3 separate regions of the Pan troglodytes genome follow, and regions 1 and 3 are each linked to region 2. The links are chromatin contacts, called in public HiChIP or PLAC-seq maps. All regions are on one chromosome and are shown on one strand. Each heading gives the region's core, a stretch centred on a gene start, on an enhancer-like site or on the middle of the called end of the contact. The rest is flanking DNA. Distances are from core to core; before and after follow the strand shown.

What was found. HiChIP or PLAC-seq counts read pairs in DNA pulled down with a chosen protein or histone mark.
Region 1: a contact with region 2 is called in an H3K4me3 HiChIP or PLAC-seq map of stem cell-derived excitatory neurons, with 9 times the contacts expected there. The contact joins the promoter of SPA17 here to the promoter of ROBO3 in region 2. A contact is called at or near these places in 1 of 7 Hi-C or Micro-C datasets (stem cell-derived neural progenitor cells), 1 of 1 datasets of contacts at active chromatin or transcription factors (stem cell-derived excitatory neurons) and 1 of 1 other capture datasets (stem cell-derived neural stem cells).
Region 3: an H3K4me3 HiChIP or PLAC-seq map of stem cell-derived excitatory neurons shows a contact between it and region 2, with 6 times the contacts expected there. The contact joins the promoter of TBRG1 here to the promoter of ROBO3 in region 2. A contact is called at or near these places in 1 of 1 datasets of contacts at active chromatin or transcription factors (stem cell-derived excitatory neurons) and 1 of 1 other capture datasets (stem cell-derived neural stem cells).

Annotation. Positions count from the first base shown.
Region 1 is chr9:126,616,967-126,620,683 of NHGRI_mPanTro3-v2.0_pri, reverse strand. SPA17 (sperm autoantigenic protein 17) reads right to left here and starts at 1,807. Exons shown (of 5, transcript XM_003313397.4): 1 at 1,709-1,807; 2 at 233-413. The coding sequence starts at 386. It overlaps SIAE (sialic acid acetylesterase), which reads left to right and starts at 1,905. Exons shown (of 10, transcript XM_508836.6): 1 at 1,905-2,019. The coding sequence starts at 1,953.
Region 2 is chr9:126,807,625-126,810,988 of NHGRI_mPanTro3-v2.0_pri, reverse strand. ROBO3 (roundabout guidance receptor 3) reads right to left here and starts at 1,522. Exons shown (of 27, transcript XM_063784598.1): 1 at 1,212-1,522. The coding sequence starts at 1,371.
Region 3 is chr9:126,566,597-126,570,387 of NHGRI_mPanTro3-v2.0_pri, reverse strand. TBRG1 (transforming growth factor beta regulator 1) reads right to left here and starts at 2,500. Exons shown (of 9, transcript XM_009424424.5): 1 at 2,097-2,500; 2 at 327-397. The coding sequence starts at 2,246. It overlaps LOC129136489 (a long non-coding RNA gene), which reads left to right and starts at 2,520. Exons shown (of 3, transcript XR_010147702.1): 1 at 2,520-3,791.

The DNA.
Region 1 (3,717 bases), core at 558-3,057, 190 kb after region 2:
TGTATGTCCGTGAGAAATACAATGAAGACGGTCTGAATAATTCCATAATATGAAACGAATTTAAGAGAACATATCAAAGGGGTACATACTGTTTCAAAGAGCAAGAACTGTTATCTGAAACTCCCTGCCTCATAAAGGCTTTCTGCAGAATGGAGACGGTCTTAAGCGAGTTTTACCATAAACAAATGCTTAGTTTCTTATTTTAAAAAATGACTAATTTTAGAAAGCTTACTCTCTCTTTTCTCTAGAAGGCTCTCAAAATAGGCTGCTGCAAAAGCTGGTATATTGTCCGGTTGCTCTCTCAGAATCTCGCGTGTCAGCCCTTCAAGAAGATTCCCAAATCCTTGTGGAATTCGGTAGTGGGTGTTGGAGAATGGAATCGACATCTTCTTGGTAAGAACTGCCTATGGAACCTAAAGATTCATTAAAGAGTGCTGTCTTTAAATTAGTCTGATTTTACTTATATAATCACAACTATGCCAACAAATTATTTCTGAGACTCATACATCTGGACTTGAATTCTTTTTTCCCTAACACAACCCAAGCCCATCCATTTCTTCCAAAGAGTTTTGAAATCTCCATTGTGAATTAGTATAATACAAACACAGACCCATTCACTAGGCCAAATCATTTAAAACCCTGCAAAAAACCCAAAATTTTCAATATGACTTTTTCTCTCTTTACCCTTTATATGCTCAAAAGGTAAGGGTAATTTTTGCTATCACACAGGAATTTAGAGAGAATGATTGCTAAAAAGTTAAATTGAATTCATTATCAATTGCTGAGAAGACCTTCTTTGAGGTCTATTTTTTTTTTTTAAAGAGTAGAAATTAGTCCTGGTTCTAGAAATTAATTTGTTGAATGAAGAAGTTGCACAATCTTTCCCTTTGCTGCCACTTCTGAAGCATGACCCACAATGCTTCGAACACCTTCGTACTGTGGAATGGGGTTGTGCGTGCGTGTGTGTGAGGGAGGGATGGGATGGGATGGGGCTGTGTGTCATGATTTTGAAATCCCAGCCTCTAAAGTTTTAGAATTCTTATATTTTTCGGTTTCTTCTTGATCAGGCTGTCTCTTTCTGTCTTGAAATACAAGGGCTAGATTAAGGGTAGCTGCTAAGCAGCGGGCTGAGCTACTGAGTATGAAAAGAATCCTCCGGGACCTGGCCTGTTAATGTGAGAGTGTGCGTCAATGCGGAATAGAGGCGGAGGCCGTGGTAGGGGTCCAGGTTGGGAGAACTGGACGGTTTAATGAGGCTCAGACTATGGAGGGTTCTCGTTTCATCGCTTTTTTTTTTTTTTCTTTGAGACGGGGTCTCTGGTCTCGAACTCCTGGGCTCCAGCGATGATCCCGCCTCAGCCTCCCGAGCAATTGGGATTACAGGCGCGCGCCACCACGCCTGACTCCTCTCTTTTGCTTTTTCTGAGGGAGCAGTAGATGGAGGTATCGAACCATTCTAGGGTGGTGAAAAGAGCTGGCGAGATTCTGAACCAATGTGGGCAGAGGAGGGCGGGCGGAGGGGGCACACGGGTCTAGTCGGGGGCGGGATGTTGAGGACCTGGGATTTCAGACTCGCGCAGAATGGGCTGCCTCGGCTCCCAAACGGCCCAGGGCTCCGAGGCTGCGTCTGGGATGCTGAGAGAATAAGAGAGACGAAGGGAAAAGGCTAGGTCTTGGTATCGGAGAGGAAGTGGGGAAGCGGCCTCACCTCCTTTCTCTCCGAGCTGGTGCCGCCGGTTCCGGTTGTTTTTCTCGTTGCTGGGTAACCGTTTTTTCTTTAAAAAAAAAAAAAAACTACGGCGGCCGAGAAGGGGCGAGCACAGCCCAGTCCTGAGGTCGCGGGAGGCTCCGAGGACTGCAAAAGGGTGGAGTCGGCCTCGCCCCCGCCCAGGCCCCGCCCCTGCCGGGAGCCCACTTTCCCAGTCCTGGGCGGCGGTCAGATCCTTGCAAGCATGGTCGCGCCGGGGCTTGTACTCGGGCTGGTGCTGCCATTAATCCTGTGGGCCGACAGAAGTGCAGGTGAGGCGGCCCGGCTCGGCCGGACCCCTGCCCCTCAGCCTGTGCGGGCTCCGAGACCCCGTGTCCTCTGCGGGACACGGATCCGCGCCCCTTTCTCAAGGTCGACGAAGGAACCTAGCTAGGCTAGCGGCTCGCGTCTCCGACCAAGGCCCGGTGTGCAGGAGTCTGCTGGGTTGAACCCCGGCCTCTCCACTTTCTCCACCCCCCACTTACCATCCCTGACATGCAGCCTGTGAGCAGGGAGAAAGTGCGGCTTGTCTGAGTGAGGAGGCCCAAATGTGCCCAGAAAGAGGCCTTCGGGGTCCTGGAGTAACTGCAGGGGAGCTCGGAGGGAAGGAGGCGAAGCTAGTTAGGTAATATTTGGAAACAGGTGACTGAATCTTCCAAAACATTTCAGCGCTACCCCCTCAGTGGTGCCCTTGGGGAGGGTTTGCTTCAGGCGGGGTTCCTTAGGGGAATTAAATTTTACTCGTTTAAGTGGTTATTAGGGCTAAGAAATACAACCCCCTCACTAGCTCTGACTATTTAAGGCTCAGTTTTGATTTCTGGTGCCGCTTACAGATATTGGTGGTGGGAAAATGTGAGTGGCATAGGGGAGGCTGGTGGCTCGCTTTGGCTGTTGCGCAGGTCAGATCTTGCCATTCGAATACCCTAGGCTGGACACTGGGTCACAGTATGGAAAAAGCAGAAGGTGCAATCTGTCTGATAATGCAAACTAAAGTGATAATGTTGGATTTCTTCCTTTCTTTTTCAAAACACTCAAAGAGTGGACCCCAGAGATCCCTGTTAAGAAATGATAGTTGGGGTAGGAGAACAGCGTGCAGAAAAATGACTCCTGCTCTACCTGAGAGCCGGAAAAGTACCTAGATTCAGACAAACTGCAGCCCATAAATGATTGTTCAGAGTCTAACAAAAGTGCAAAATGCTAGCACTCTGTATGCCATTTCCTGACTCTTATCTCCACTCAGTGACCTTTGAGATCCATCTTATGAGGTGGGGAAAAGATATTTTATTAGGTTTTCAGTTAAAGGCTGTTTATTTTAGTGTCAGTATTTTATCTCCTCCTTTGGGTCTTATTGTTACATCACCTTCATTAACATTGATCACATTTTTCATTCATTAGTACTCTACTTGGTTGCATATCCTGACGTTTTTCCTTTAAGTCATTCTCCCTGTGCCCATGTTTACCATGTAATGCTTGAGATGTACAAAATTATATGTAACAATGACACAATAAAATGAACACCCATGAGAGCAGCACCCAACTTAAGAACTAGAACATTGCCAGTCTATTGAGCCTGCCATTGTGCTCCTGGCCGATGCATCCGGAGCTCCTCACCAGAGGCAACCACTGTCCTCTCTTCCCCATAACACTAATTCCTGTTTTTCTACTCCAGCCCCAAATGAAGGAAAAAACTGAAGACCTAAAAAATCCAAATGTTGGCTCACACCTTTAATCCCAGCACTTTGGGAGGCTGAGGTGGGCGGATCACTTAGAGTCAGGAGTTCAAGACCAGCCTGGCCCACATGGCGAAACCCCGTCTCTACTAAAAATACAAAAAAATTGGCCGGGCACGGTGGCTCATGCTTGTAATCCCAGCACTTTGTGAGGCCAAGGTGGGCAGATCATGAGGTCAGGAGTTCGAGACCAGCCTGGCCAACGTAGTGAAACCCCATCTCTACTAAAGATATATATAT
Region 2 (3,364 bases), core at 273-2,772:
AAGCGGGACTCTGCGGGGTGCCAGCGAGAAGGGATCTGTGCTTAACCTCCTGGGAATCTAGGAGGGTCAAGAGGTTGGAGAATCGGGCTCCTCCCCCATCGTCTTTCTCCCCAATCCTTCTATACGGACCACACCCTTCTGGTCGGCCTTTTCCCCCTAATTCCTGTAGACACAGCTGCAGGCGCCCTTTCCCTGGAATTTCCCCCTCTACCCTTCCGGGTCTCAGGAGATGCTTCGACTGCAGCCTAATGAATAGCTAATGGCCATGCTAATGAGGCTCTGGGGCTCCTCCCTCAGCACCTGATGTGCCCCACACATAAACACACACATATTGCCAGGGTCTCCTTTCTCTCCACCTTCGAGTCTCCAGCACAGTGCTCGTCACTAGACTCGAGTGGGTCGAGGCAGAGGGACGGGGACCGCGTGCACCTGGAGGGAACCACACGCGAAAGCGCCCGGTAAAGCGGGGGTTCCCGATGCGGCAGGCAGGGGGCGGGCTCCGGCCTCCCCGCAGGCTGGCGGCGGCCGGCTCCCGCAGCTTCCCCGCGGCGCTAGGGGAGAGCGCGCTGTCCCAGTCATTTATTAATCACCGTAATTAGCGGTAACGACCTCGCCGCCAGCTCCGCCCGCCCGCCACAGCTCTGCCGGGGTGGGCCGGCTGAGAGTCCCGCAGCTGAAAGACAAACTTCTAAGTTTCCTTAAAATGATCGCCGCCCCTAACCCCTCCGTAGCAAACACATCCAGCATTTTGGCTTCCTCTGGTCCTAAGTGAGTTCTTGGGAAACTTCGGGGTTCTGAAGACCAGCTGCCTGGGTGGGTCACCGAGTGACCTGGCTTGGCCGAGGCCGGCGGGAGACTGTGCCCCCTCCTCTGCCCTCCCTGCGCTGGGCCCGGGCCTTTCTTAGCTCGGACTTCCCTGCCCGTTACCAGCAACGGTTCTTCTCACCTGGGGTGGGCGTTGTAGGGGAAGGGAAGGAGGTGTAAAAAGACTCAGTAGCCATCTTCTCCCAAGCCCTCGACCTCCCGCGGGTACCCCCACTCAGGTGCTCGAAGTTCCAAATTATCCCTTAGACCCCACGACCCAGGGAGGCGCTGGGAGGCGCCGCTCAATCCTGGACCTCGGGATAGGAGCGCTTCTCCTTCCCTTCCACGCCGCCCTCTCACCTCATCCCCATCCCAGGATCCCATATCCCCAAGAGGCAGGGTCTCACCGTTGAGAGAGGGATCGCCGGGAGGCAGCAGGGTGTGGTTAAGCGCCGCCAGCGAGGAGTTGAAGCCCAAGAGCAGCTCGCTGGAGTTGGAGATGTCCCCGGCCAGAGAGTCCGCGAACAAGTTCATCTGCAGCAGCGTTTTCAGCAGGTAGCGCAGCATGGCTCTACCCAGCTGGGATCGGGACTGGGGGCTGGTGGCCCAGCCCCTGGGTCTGAGACCCGTGGGCTGGGAGCCGTAAGCCCCTCCACAGCCTCTGCGCGCTGCGGCAGCCACGGTGCCGCTCTCCTGCCGGTGCGCCTGGGTACGGTCGGTGCCTCTTCGTGCCCTCCTCCTTCCCTCGTCCTTCTCTCCACCCCCTAGTGCCGGAGTCCCCTGGGAGCTGGGCAGGCGGAAAGCAGGTGCCATGCCGATCACGGCGTAATTAAGGGATTAATCCGCCTCCCTCCACCCTCCCACCCTTACCTCTACAGTCACTATCCGAGCAGGAGACACGAGTAGCGTAGCGCGCGAGTTGGAGTCCCCGCCCCGCACCCCAAGCCCAGAGTTCCGTTCTGGACGCGGCGAGAGATTTTCCCTTTCTCAAAGCACCCAAGACGAGGGACGAGGCTCTGTCGGACTCTGCCCTTCTGCCCAACTTCAGAACAGGAATCTGTCCTCTCTTTTCCCGAACCTTTTGGAAACTGAGGCAAAGCGCAAGCAGTGCTCCTTGCTGCCAAAGTTCTGGTTTCCATTCCCTCCCAAGTCTAGGGGTTTGGCGACGGAAGGGCAGGAGACTGGGGTGGTGGTTTGCAGCAAGAGTTGGGAGTAGGAAGAGAATTCCAAGACAGGTCCACCTCTCTGCCCTCTGGTCCTTTGGTCTGCAGCCGGGAGGCCAGAGGATGGAGCGGCGCGCCCTGACCCGGGAGTCCTGCTCCAAACGCCCTAATCTAGGAGTTCCTGTAGGAGACTGAAAGCCAGGGAAACCCAGGCAACTGTCATTTGTTTGAATCCTTTTACATTACCCTGCTTTGACATTTTTTATTAAATTGTTTTACGTTTTTGAGGAGACTGAAATGGAACCAAGGATTCTAGGACAAAAACAAAGATAATATTATTTTTGTAAAGGCATGTGGGATTGCTGCAAAATTAGTGCAAAGCTGTTCAAATCGGATAGCAGTCGTCCTTACTGGGGGGCGAGAAGAAAACCATGTGCCCCCACTCCCACCTCCCACTTCCAGTCGCGGTCTGCTTCTGACTTTTCTGGAGTTCTTTCTACCTGAAGACCCACCTCGACAAACTCACTTTCCTAGACAGGAGATGGCTTTGGGGTATCAGGGAAAGAGAGAGGCCGGGGCATTCCTAACCTGAGGTAAGGCCCTGCTGATTGAAGAGTCAGTGCCGGAGTTCTGGCTCAGCCGTCAGGTTCTGGGATGAGACAACCTTCATGGGGCGACTGCTTCTGACCCCAAAGGGGTCGAGATCAGAGGGGTGGGTGCTATACAGTCGCAGACTCGGGAGTAAGCAGAATCAAGAATTGAAATATTTCAGGCAGAGCTTGTTCATGGGAACCCGAGACATTGTCAAGGGGTAGGGGGCTTGTTCCAAGCCTCCTTCCTCAGTCCAGGCGCCTGGCTGTGAGCCTCCAACTATGGGTGCTTAGGTGCCTTCCAACCCTAGCAGTTCTGGGCGGGACGTAGAAAGGCTGGAAGCACTAGGTGTGGGGGAGGGGGTAGGTGGGAGTGGGGGTGGGGCCGGATGGACCCCCCACCCCACCGCCACGCAGCGCCCTGGGAGCTGTCCTTTTCAGCACCTCATCTGCCGGTGCCTGACTAGGGCGCTGGAGCCCCCAGGGAAGACATAAATCCGAGCAGACCCTGAGGCTGAGGACTGGGGTAGGTGGGAGACGGGCTAGAGACACATCCTTTCAAAAGCAAGAAGATAATAAGAGATTTGACGCCCCTCCCTTCCTCGCTCCAGGGTGGTATTCAGATAAGAGAGAAAGTAAGGGATGTATTTCCCACCCGAAATCTATCCTTCAGGAATGACCAACACAGAAGTGGGTTCTAATTCTACGTTTGCCAAGTACAAGACGTCACCGCTTTGGATCTCAGTTTTCCCATCTGTTAAGGAGGAATTGGAGTGCTTGATCTACTCTGACCCGTGAGATTCGAGG
Region 3 (3,791 bases), core at 1,251-3,750, 240 kb after region 2:
GGCAGTTGCTTTTATCACTTGGCTTTTATAATTGGGCCATAAGATTAAATAATCTTAATAAGATTATTTATTAGATGTGGCAAGATGGCTTTTTCAGAAAGATGAGTAGAGGAGCTGTCTCATCACCATGGCCCAACATAACTTGGGTGTGCAGGAACCAATGCCTCAGGTTGTAAGTTTCTCTGTACTTGATCAAGTGGCCAAGGGGCTGTGCGATGCGCATAAATCCCACTGGGAAAAAAAATCTCCAGAGCAGTAACACCATTATCAATCACCAAATCAATCACCAAAAAGGTGATGCTGAACACAAAATGAAGCCAGCTCACCTTCTTTCTTCTTTTGCTTTAAGAAATTTTTCCTCAAGACGAGCAATTTCATCACAAATAGCAGCATTTTCCTTTAAGTAAAAATTTGAATATAATAACATAAAATGAATAAAAAATCACATTATTATGCTGGGAAGAGGATCCATATTTCAAACCAAAAAAGCTTGTATTACTGAGTGAGAAGAAGGAGCTATTCGACCGTGTGACAAACTATAAATAAATCCATAGATAAAGGTAGTCAGGTTCTACTATGGACAGGGTATAGCTATGTAATTTGTTATCCAATCTGGGACATCTTTGAGTGAAAAGGGGGTACTATTAATGCTTATGCCAGAACAATACGGTGAACCAGGACTGTCCTGGGCAAGCCAAGATTAATGGTCACCCTAATTAGTATAGCCTTTGGCAAAGAAAAAGGCATACTGCTTAAATCCTTATATGCTTAAATTAAATACTATAAATATGAAAACTGTCTATTCCCAAGTGCCTCAACTCTTGAAAAACTTACAAAGCCAGTCTAACCCAAACAGAGAAAAACTGGACAGAACAAAATCAAATTTAGTGTGTAAAATTCTTAAACTTCACAATCTACTTATATGAATTCAAGTATTATCTTTTTTCTTTTTTCTTTTTTTTTTTTGTAAATGATGACTCAATCTATCTCCCAAGCACCAATCCTGAAGGGAATTCTGAATCTGAATGCCCCCATAGGTGGAACTTCAAACTCTCAATGTTCAAAACAACATCGCTTTTTCTTCACAAAATCTTCATTATGTATTTGATGGAACCAATATCCTTGAAATAACATAAATTCCAAGCTTTAGGTACCTTTGACGTATAGGGAATAAAAGAAAGGGAACAGTCAATCAGATGCTAAGTTCTCTTAGTTCTACTTTTCTTGTTTCTCTCCAGCGCAAATAGCAAGCAATGCACATAGCAAGTGCTGAATAAGTGTTTTTGGAACGTGTATTCTAATTTCTGAACCTTTCCTTCTGCTTCCAAAAATGCTGAGAGACGTTCAAGCTTTTGGTAGAGAGAAGAGATGAACTGTTGACTTGGATGTGGGGGGACATTTGAGGACTCCACCCCTATTTCCAAGCACTGAGGCAAGCCAAACTATTCTAATATAAAGTTATGGCTGGCAAGCTATATTAAGTTTATTCACTCAATAAATCCAGTGCTTCTACAATAAAAGAAAGGAAGAAACACTTGGAACACTCAAAGGTTAGAGGGGGGAAATTACTGAGAGTTTCATGTACCTCTTTGGGCAAAGGGTCAGTTATGGGGATTTGAGGTGCTCAGAAAATAGTCTGTGTACTGGAAGTCATAAAATGGAATCAGGGTTATCTAAGATGGAGTCAGGGCTCTGACACAGTACCCTTGGGCAAATCATCTCTCTGGGCTTCAGTGTTCTCATTTTACAAATAATGCCTAATTCTCAGGGCTGTATCTCGAGAATCAAACACATTTCCTAGAGTCCTGCAGTAATAACGATGACTAAAATTTATTGGTATGTCTTTTACGCACCAAGCACTTTTCTTTGCTCATTTAATATTCATTATTCTGCAAGACAGTTACTAGCTCATTTACAGATGAGGACACAGAGAAATTACGTAATTTGTCCAAGAACACAAGGCTAACAAGTAGTAACGTATACGGAAAAGCCAACACTGTATTAATACTGTCACACTGGGAAGGGGGAACAGCTTGGGGAAAGATTTTGTGAGGGAGTCTCCAGGAGGGGACCGGCTGAACGTGGGTCAGACTCACAAACACCGTGGCCTTGGCCGCTTTGCGCAGCCGCAGGTACTTCAGCCGGTACTTCTCATTCTGGCTCTTCTTCGGGAGCTTTTTCATCCTGGCCTTGCTGGACTGCAGCGGAGCCCGCGGCGAGGAGGCGAGGCCGTCCAGCAGGCTCATGGTCCAGCCCCGCTACGGGGGCCCCAGGACGCTGCCGGCATCGGATCCTAAGTCGGGGAGCGGGCGGGAGCGCTGGCTTTGTCTGTTCCGGGCTAGCGGAATCGGGCCTCTAGGAATCTAGCTCTCCGGGACGTTCCCAGGGCTGACCGCAGGGCCAGAGACACCCGCAACCGAACCGGCTCCCGGCGCCTCCCAGCACTTCCGTGTCTGCCTTGCAAGTAAGCCCTTCCCGGAAGTTACGTCCCGGTGTCGGCAGCGTGTAACTTCCGGGGCAGGGAGAGTAGGGTGGTCTGGGCGGTGCGATCCTGGGCACCGGGAGGAAAGAGACAGCTGGGGTCTAGCGCTGGATGAGGAGAGGAGGGAGGGCCGGCGACCGGAATCGGAATCCGGGCTTCGGGCATCTGTGTGCTTAGCTGAAGGGTACTATAGTTGAACTAACGAACTAACAAAAAGCTTACCAATGCGAGCTCTCATTCACGCTCCCCCGCTGGGCCACTGCGTTTTAACACGTTTTTCATGCTTCGTGCAGACGGGCTTTCCCAGAGACTGTAGGACAAAGTGAACCCAAGTGCTGGGACTCTGCTTCTTTCCCTGCTTCGTTCCTTTCTGCAGCTCACAGAAATGTGTTTGCAGGGCCTCCTAATGCTATCATCTTCCCAGGAGCTGGGAACACAGTAGTGAACAGGAAGAAAGGCCTTGGCTCTTTCTAGTAGGGAAGGTGAGAGATTTAACACGCAGTTTTAATACTAGCACTAAGTAGGCCCTCAGTAAATGTTTGTCTAGTGAAACCAGAAGTGTATTTCTGTACATAATATGTACATGTATATGGTTCTAACTTTACAACCAAGGTCTATTTAAAATTAGGGAGGATAGAAAAATCTTTAGGGTGCGGTATTGGTAAGTGACCCAGGCTGGATGGCAGAAGGCTTGCATCTTCTTCCAGCGATGCCAATAACTAGTTCAGTAACTCTCTAGTTTTTTCTCTCAAAAACAAATTTGCTGTTCTGCTGTATTTTGTCCTTGCAGGCTTTGGGGTCTGACTTTATTTGTATTATTTATTTTCATATACATGTATCACATCTAGGGGGAAGAAAAGTGCTATTCTTTGTCCTAGTTTGCAGGCTGTTTTGGCCAATGGACTTTAGTGGGATTTGCATGAAGATATTTTTTGTTTCTTCTTCATTGGAAACATTTCCTTACACTTACAAAACATTTCATTCGAACTTTAGAAATTTAGAAAATATAGTACAAGAAAGGTTTAAAAATCCATAATGCTACCACTTGGAATGAACTATTTTTACCATGTTAGTATATGTGTCTAATATTTTACGCATTTTTGTATAGGTTAGACAATACTGAAAATAAAGTTTTCTTTTTGTTCATTTACCATTGTATCATTTCAATTTCACAAATGTTAGTATAGCTTCTTTATAAGCATAATTTTAAGTGGCTGGTTAATATTCCAGTTATGGCTATATTATATTTTGCATAATTATTTCCATGTTCTTTGACTTTTTGGTCAATTCCATTAAAAGCATATCTTTG